Linked DNA regions of Bos taurus: region 2 is linked to region 1. The links are chromatin contacts, called in public Hi-C maps. All regions are on one chromosome and are shown on one strand. Each heading gives the region's core, a stretch centred on a gene start, on an enhancer-like site or on the middle of the called end of the contact. The rest is flanking DNA. Distances are from core to core; before and after follow the strand shown. Region 1 holds the start of RNF150 (ring finger protein 150). Region 2 overlaps RNF150 (ring finger protein 150).

What was found. Hi-C and Micro-C count contacts between places; a contact is called where the count stands out from the background.
Region 2: a Hi-C map of liver shows a contact between it and region 1, with 8 times the contacts expected there. The contact joins the enhancer-like site here to the promoter of RNF150 in region 1. A contact is called at or near these places in 5 of 11 Hi-C or Micro-C datasets (blastocyst, liver, skeletal muscle and 1 more).

What each region holds. Positions count from the first base shown.
Region 1 is chr17:16,635,781-16,639,517 of ARS-UCD2.0, reverse strand. RNF150 (ring finger protein 150) reads right to left here and starts at 1,966. Exons shown (of 7, transcript XM_024977572.2): 1 at 826-1,966. The coding sequence starts at 1,315.
Region 2 is chr17:16,913,418-16,917,154 of ARS-UCD2.0, reverse strand. The region is part of intron 6 of RNF150 (ring finger protein 150); the gene reads right to left. Among named protein-coding and RNA genes, the nearest start is that of TRNAR-CCU, 47 kb to the right of the region's middle. Within about 2 kb of position 1,709, at least 7 of the 102 cell types and tissues checked have an H3K27ac peak or open chromatin away from gene starts, as enhancers often do.

The sequences.
Region 1 (3,737 bases), core at 717-3,216:
GCACCCGGCGATCTTTACGAAAACATTATTTCTACCGTGAAATCTCCTTTTCGCCCTAAAGGAAATGTTCAGTATACTTAACCTCCCAAGCCGGGGGCAAGGATTGCAATACTAGAAAAGTAGGCATAACTTTATGGCCACTATGCTCTTGTTGGCTTGTGAAGGATTGTTGATCATTTACCATCGTGCCCGCCTGTCAAGCTGTCCGGATGACAGCTTGGCAGAGCACCGGATTTTCAGTATTATTTATGACGTGCGTCAACCCAGCGGGTGGCGCGGGGTGGGGGGTGGACTCTTAATCTCCCACGAAGAGCTGAAACCCTGAAACCCGACTTGAGCAAGTTGGCGGTGGCGAGCGCCAGCATCAGTAATCCTACCTCCCTCCTGATACAGAAACGCCGGCATCAGGAGTATACCTGATGCACACATTCAAGATCAGATCTCCGGGTCCCAAACAGATGCGAGGCCAGTCACTAAGCCCAGAGCAACATCCGAGCCCTGCCCGCCCCCTCCTCCCCCTCACACCCCACCTTCCAGATCCTCCTCGGAAAAGTTAGGCCCCCTCGGCCAACCCCTGTCCGAGTGGCTCTGTGTTAAGTGGAACGTACTCCCTGGTCCCCACAATGCAGTGAGTCCTCTCTTCTTTGCAAATCCCACGAAGTGACGCAGAGCGAAACTTAGTAGGTCTAGGCAGCAGAGACGCGTCTTTAGCAAAGCACAGACTTCCCAGAAAGGAGCGAGGAGGCAGGCGCTGGATCCTTCTCGGCGCCTCCACCCGCCCTGGGCTCCCCGCCCCCGCCCCGAGCCCGCCCGGAGCCCGCTTACCTGCGTGGGGCATGGTGATGGTCTCGTTGGTGTTGGAGCCCACGTTGAAGATGACCACGGCGGAGGCGTTCTGCAGGAACGCATTCCGGATCTTATCCCTGTAGGTGCAGTTGCCCTTGGGGATGAGGGCTATCCAGTTCTTGCCGTGGGCCGGGGCGGCGAACTTGGTGTTGGGGTCGCAGGCCAGACGGTCGTGGGCCGAGCTGGCCATGACCACCTCCCCGCGGGCGTCCTGCTTGGGCGAGTGCTCCCCGTAGCGCCCGCACTCGGTCCTCTCGGTGTGCAGCTCGGCGGCGGTGGTGGCGCCGCCCGCCGCCCCGGCCCCGGAGTCCGGCGCGGGCTCGGCGTAGGTGATGTTCACGAAGGCTGTGTACCATTCCTCCTTCTCGGCCACGGTGAAGTCCAGGCACACCAGATGCACGAAACAAAAGGAAAGCAGCCATGTTGAGAGAGCCAGGCTGCGGCACGCTTGGATGAGAGACATTGCCATCTTTATCCGCCGGGGCCCCCTCCCCGCCCCCCGCGCGCTCCCCCCCGCGCCGTCCCTCCTCCCCAGCCCCGGCCAACCCTGGGCCGGCCGCTCGTCGTTGTCCTCCTCCTCCTCCTCCTGCTCCTGCTCACTCCCGGGCCCGGGGGGCCGCGGCCGGGACGCGCAGCCGCCGCGGAGACAGAATTCGGAGCGAGCGGATGGCGCCGGCCCCTTCCCCTTTCAGCCGGAGCGTGGCGGTTGCATCTCGCTTCGCGGGCGCCGGAGGGGCGCGGGCGGAGGGGGCGCTCAGGGTTTGCGGCGGAGTCCGGCTGCCGAGCGTCCTGCTCCTTCGCCCGGCTTCTCCTTCTGGCATAAGGGTGGCAGGGGGCCCGGGAGCGTGCGGGGTGGCGGCCCGGCGCCCTGCAGCCCGGGCGGGGACGGGCGCGGCTGCTCGGAGACCGGGGTGCCGGCGAGGTGTCCCGGTCGCCGTCGCCGAGCGCTGGGGCGAACGGGTCCGGCTGCGGGCGCGGCGGCCGCCACTGCTGCGCGCCGGGTCCCTCGGCTGCCGGCACTCGGCTCCTCGCCGGCGGCGCCCAGCACACACTTGCCGCGGGAGGGGCCGGCTCGGGGGTACCGGGAGCAAGCCGGCAGAGAGAAGACTACGCGGTCAGTGAGTGTGTGCGTGCGTGTGTCTGTATATGTTTGTGTGTGTCTACTGTGTGCGTGCAAGGAGGAGCTTAGTGTGATGTCAAAGATTCTAGGCTTCTCTTGCCACGCTTCCCCGGTTCTCTCTTTATGGGCAGCAGCGACCCCTGCCGGGTCTCAAATTCCACCTACTCTGCGACTTGGTCCAGGTGGAGGCGAAAGGAGGAAGCGATCCCTAGACCTAGGAGGACAGGAACAACTTCCTGCATCTTAAATGTAGAGACGTCTGTGTGTGTGTGTGTGTGTGTGTGTGTGTGTGTGTGTGTGTGTGTGTGTGTGTGTGATAAACTTTTCTGTTTGCAGAAGGAACTGCAGCGAACTCCTGCATCTTAAATGTAGAGAAGTGTGTGTGTGTGTGTGTGTGTGTGTGTGTGTGTGTGTGTGATAAACTTTTCCGTTTGCAGAAGGAACTGCAGCGAACTCCCTAATAACCCATCCTAGGGCCAATGGGTAACTTTAGTTGGTAGCCAGGTCTTTCCAACACCATGCCTCGAGTGTCTAGGGCGGCGATAATCAAAATTGAAAGTACATCCGTGTCACAAGAGGGCGGAGGCAGAGTAGGTGGTATTTAAAACTCAGACTGATGGGCCCTGCTGCAGTTTCTCATTCGGTACATCTGGGGTGAGTTCCATATTATGTTTTTCTAACAAGTTACCCAGTCATGTTGATGCTCCTCGTCTAGGGACCACCCCATCAGCATGCATCTACACGTGGGCTTCTTTCTTACTGTCTGGCAGCAAACGTGATATATGTTTTCCTATAGAATGAGTGTTCTCTAACTCCTTAAGAAAATAAATTGGGTGAGCTATTTCTTTACTGTGGTTTTTTTTTTTTTTTTTTTCCTTCTGGTTGTCATGACAGGTAACAGAATACTTACAGCTCAGTAGACAAGGTATGTTGGTTTAGGGGTTGTTTCTAGAGTATTGCCCAGCTTTGCATAGAGATCACAACTAGTTATCAAAGAGTAAGCCACTCTGGAGCTGTGTTCTTAAAACTTCGATACAGCACAATTCCTTACCAAGTAAATGAGTGGTTAACTTTTCACACCCACAGTTTCCCTGGCTTGAGATACCCATCAAGTCTCAAAAATAATTTGTGTGATGGTTCTTAATCACCCACATTGAACTTCCCAGCTGGCACTCTTTCCGAGAACTCAGGATCCAATTCATGATGAAAACAAAAGTCCACCTTTCACCCCCTCCCACCCCAAACATTAGCATGTTTGCAGAGATCTGTTAATGGCTACCCATCAGCACGGGCTGTTCTTTTTCCAGCAGGGATAGGAACAGCTGGTGGCTGTTAGGGAGACCAAAGAATCCCAGTTATACCCAAATTAGAAGCAGGCCCAAGAAGAACTACTTGGAAGAATGTGTCTCTGTGGTATTGGATGTGCTGGGTTTGTGTGTTTCCCTAACTTATTCATCTCAGAAAATAGGCTTCTAGGCAATTGGGACAGTGCTTTTTATAGCGCCTAATGCCAAAATGGCAAAAGTGAAGACTGCCTGGCAGCTGGTTCCTGAACCACTAGAGATCTGAGTCCATTGCCCAAAAATCCCAGCGAGGTTTTTGAATAGAGGCCTCACAAACCAGAGTGGTTCACCATATTTCTCTGACTCTTAGCATTTTTTCTCCAACCACAAAACTTGGTGAATCTGATTCATTAAGAGTGTGTGACTTACCGGTTCTTCTCTCCCTTAGAGGATAAGTCAGAGGCTGAGGAGATGGCAGGATGAAGGAG
Region 2 (3,737 bases), core at 460-2,959, 280 kb before region 1:
TTTCATTCACAGTTTCATTCAACCAAGTGAACCAACTTCACTTTTATTTATGAGCACATTGGGAAAAAGTTACACTAGCCACTGGAAGAAACATGTGTCCATTGGGAGGGTGGACACGTGTTTGGATGGTCTTTGGTTTATACAGTACACATGGTCCCCACCTGATGTTCTCTGCTTCTCCAAGTCTTTCACTTCAGTAAGGAGGACAAGACCACTGATGTCCTGCCAAGCAACGACTTTCGGTGACTCAGAATGAGCTACCTTCTCCATGGGTTTTCTCCCTCCCTCTCTTCAGACCCACAGAGCCTCTGGAGAGATGCATGTTTTTGACTTATTATCCTCAACAAATATTTGTCCAGTGGCTAGAGACAGAATGGCTTGGTGGTAAATGCAAATGTTAACAGTAGCACAAGGAAAAGAAGGTCTTTAATCACGGAGATTTCTGGAGAAGCCACTTGATCATGAAGCACTCAAGGCATGCATCATTTAGAGGACAGTATAGAGAGATGTAAATAACCTCAGCAGCTCCTTTGCAGAATGAGAGGGGTTTGCAATTAAAGGACTTGATAATGAAGAGTCTACATCCAGGACCTGGATGCATTGCTTGAGTTTTGGGATGATTAATTTAGTGACACCCAAAGGTCAAAGAGCACAGTGTGGCTACTCATCTGTGGGTCTTTATAAATTACAAGGGGCCTGGAGTCATGAGATGGGGAGGGGAGGGCAGGAAGGTAAGAGGTAAGTGATGAGAAATGCACACCTGCTTCTCAGAATTAATTTATTTTTCAGATAATCCCAACCTTCTTTGCAATCAGGAGTGTTTAACTCACAAGCGTTAAACTCCTTAAGATGAACACAAGGCCTCATAGAGGTCTTGTGGAGGATTTTAGTTTTAAATCCTCTGATTTAAAACTGATTCAGGAAGAGCATCCATGCACTTTCCCTGCCATCTTCTTTCCTAACTCCCTGTGGGTAAAAGCATCTCTGTGCATGAGTGCTTAGTTACTCAGTCGTGCCCAACTCTTTGCGACCCTCTGAACTATAGCCCAGCAGGCTCCTCTGTCCATGGGATTTTTCAGGCAAGAATGCTGGAGTGGGTTGCCATTTCCTCTTCCAGGGAATCTTCCCGACCCAGGAATTGAACTGGCATCTCCCACGTTTCCTGCATTGCAGGAGGATTCCTTACCCGCTGAGTCATCAGGAAGCTGTATCCTCACCACCTTTTAATTGCCCTTATCAAAAGTACTGTTCAGTTCTGGCCATGCAAATAACACAGAGGGAGTTCTGTGATGCAGGGCACCTCACAAGGAACTATGCATCCCTAACTTTGGGTGAATGGTTTCTTTTTGCTTCTTTTTCAGTTTCAAGGAAGAAGTGGCCTCTCAGATCACTTACAAAGAGCAAGTTCTTGTGCCAAGATGTTAAGAAGCAGGAGTGGACATCGGATACGGTACAGCCCATGTGTTTTTCCAAGAAATCCTAACCCTGGGGGCCTGTGGTGAACTGAGAAGGTCACAGATGCTGGGGGTAGAAGATAACAGATTAGACAGCCTTCTGGAATTGTTACCTTGCCATTATTTGCCTCGGAGACTTTGCTGGAAAGGAAGTCTTTTTTTTTTTTTTTTTTTTAAGGCAATAGCTAGAGGTGGTCTGTGATAAAATTAGTGACATGAGAAGTGAAAATGAGGCAAACTCCACTACAGAGGAAGTTAATTTGCTTTTATAGTCAACTGGTTTTCCTCATCAGAAGTGCAGAGATAGATTCTGCCACACAATAAAAAGAAGAAAAACATCAACAACAGGAAGGACGGTAATCACAATAATAACACCTCTTCAGATCCACTAAGGTTTTTCTGTCCTAAAAGATGGGAAAAGGATTCATGTGGGGGTGTGCAGACAAGGAAAGAGATAGGCAGTCAGAGAGCCAGAGAGAGACACACCCAGACAAAAAAGGAAAGAAATCTAAATGAAAGTATTATTAAAAAATGCTACCAGAAATGGCCTCAGAGGCTCTATTACCACAGAGGGTTGGAGCCTCCCTCCACAGAGGGTGTGACTCTCTCTGTGGTTTTCTGAAAGGGTTTTGCTTTGATGAGGTTTCTTTGTTTTCAGTCCAGGTGATGCCTTCAACAGACAACTAAATGCTCTGCAAGAATTTTCATCTCGACTAGATGAACGTGATGGTAGTAAGAGTCCAAGACAGGCTGTCTGTCATCGTTTTTGGTTCTGAAAGGATGTCAGCTTCAGGAATGTCAGAGCACTAGCAGAACTAGCCTGGGTACCATTGGTTGGGATGACCGAATCCAGACCCAGGAGCATGCAGGATGTTTCCAGCAGAATGAGGGAAAACAAAACAGAGAAACCTCTTTGACCTGTGACTGATTCATGTTGCTGTATGGCAGAGGCTAACACAATATTGTAAAGCAATTATCCCCCAATTAAAAGCAAAACAAAAAAACACCCTCTTTGCCTCCATGGTCATGATCATTACTCAGTGACGTCAGAAAAGGTAGATGCCTTTGCTACTTTTAACTTTCTACCTTCTCCAAGCTCTCCATCACTCCCTGCCAGGATGACAGAGTTGACACTTTAGGGGTGATCCAAACCTAGAGATGAAATCAAAATATCGATGCTCTATTCATGATCGAAGTTCAGTTCTGCCCAAAGGGACCAGCCACACAGGATACAGCAATTCCTAGAGGGGACTCTAAATTACACTGAGGGAATGGGGATGCCCGTTTTCTTGCCCACCTCCTTGGGGCCGAAGGGGGATGCTTACTTCTGAGTTGAGAGCTGGTTTCTGAGTTTCAGGGCATCATAATTCACAACTTGAGGCTGGAAAGTCACAAGCTCCTAAGACTTCTCCTGTATTGAGAAGGCCACACAGAGTCTCGTGTTTGGAGCCTGTATGTACCTTGCCACTTTTTCCTCCCAAATCCATGCATTTTAGCCAAAGTGATGGGGCTAGGGGCCACTGGGACTAGGAAAAGACCATCTGCAGGGGGACCAGGGGTGGAAGTAAATCTGCATTACTAGAATATGGAATTCTGTTTGGCTCCTGAATGCCACACATCCGTCCAAGGGTGGACGTGAAGGATATAATTTTGTCTCAGCACCAAACCAACATGCTTTGTGTGATTTCTTTAAAAAACAAACAAACAAACAAAAAAAAAACTGGTCAAGGAAGTAATGGCAAATGGTCATGGACAATTGTGGTAAGGTTAAACAGGCCCAGCAAAAATTTCAGGAAGGATGTTCTGAATATTTATCCATTATAAGACAAGTGGGTCTCTGGGCCTCTCATTAGGTGACCTGGGTGGGATCCAGTTCTCTCTAGTGGTAATTAGGTTTTACCCCCTTTTATTTGTAAGGGTCAGGGAATCTTGGGAGAACATTGGAGAAGCTCTAGTCCTGTGTTCTCCAAGGTGACGATGAACCACGTGTGGCTGCTGAGGACTGGAGCATCAGCCAGTCCAAATGGACAGCTGAGTGACTGTCAAACACACGCTGCCTTTAGTAGACCTAGTATGAAAAAGAATGTCAAGTATTTCATGAATACTTTTTATACTAATTACCTGTGGAAACAGTAACGTTGGAACAAAGAAGTATATTATGGAAATTACTCTTACCTGTTTTCTTTCGCTTTTTAAAAATGTGGCCGGTAGGAAATTTGCAATTACATGTGGGACTTCTACTATATTTCTATTGGAGAGTACTCATCTAGACCCTATGGAAAA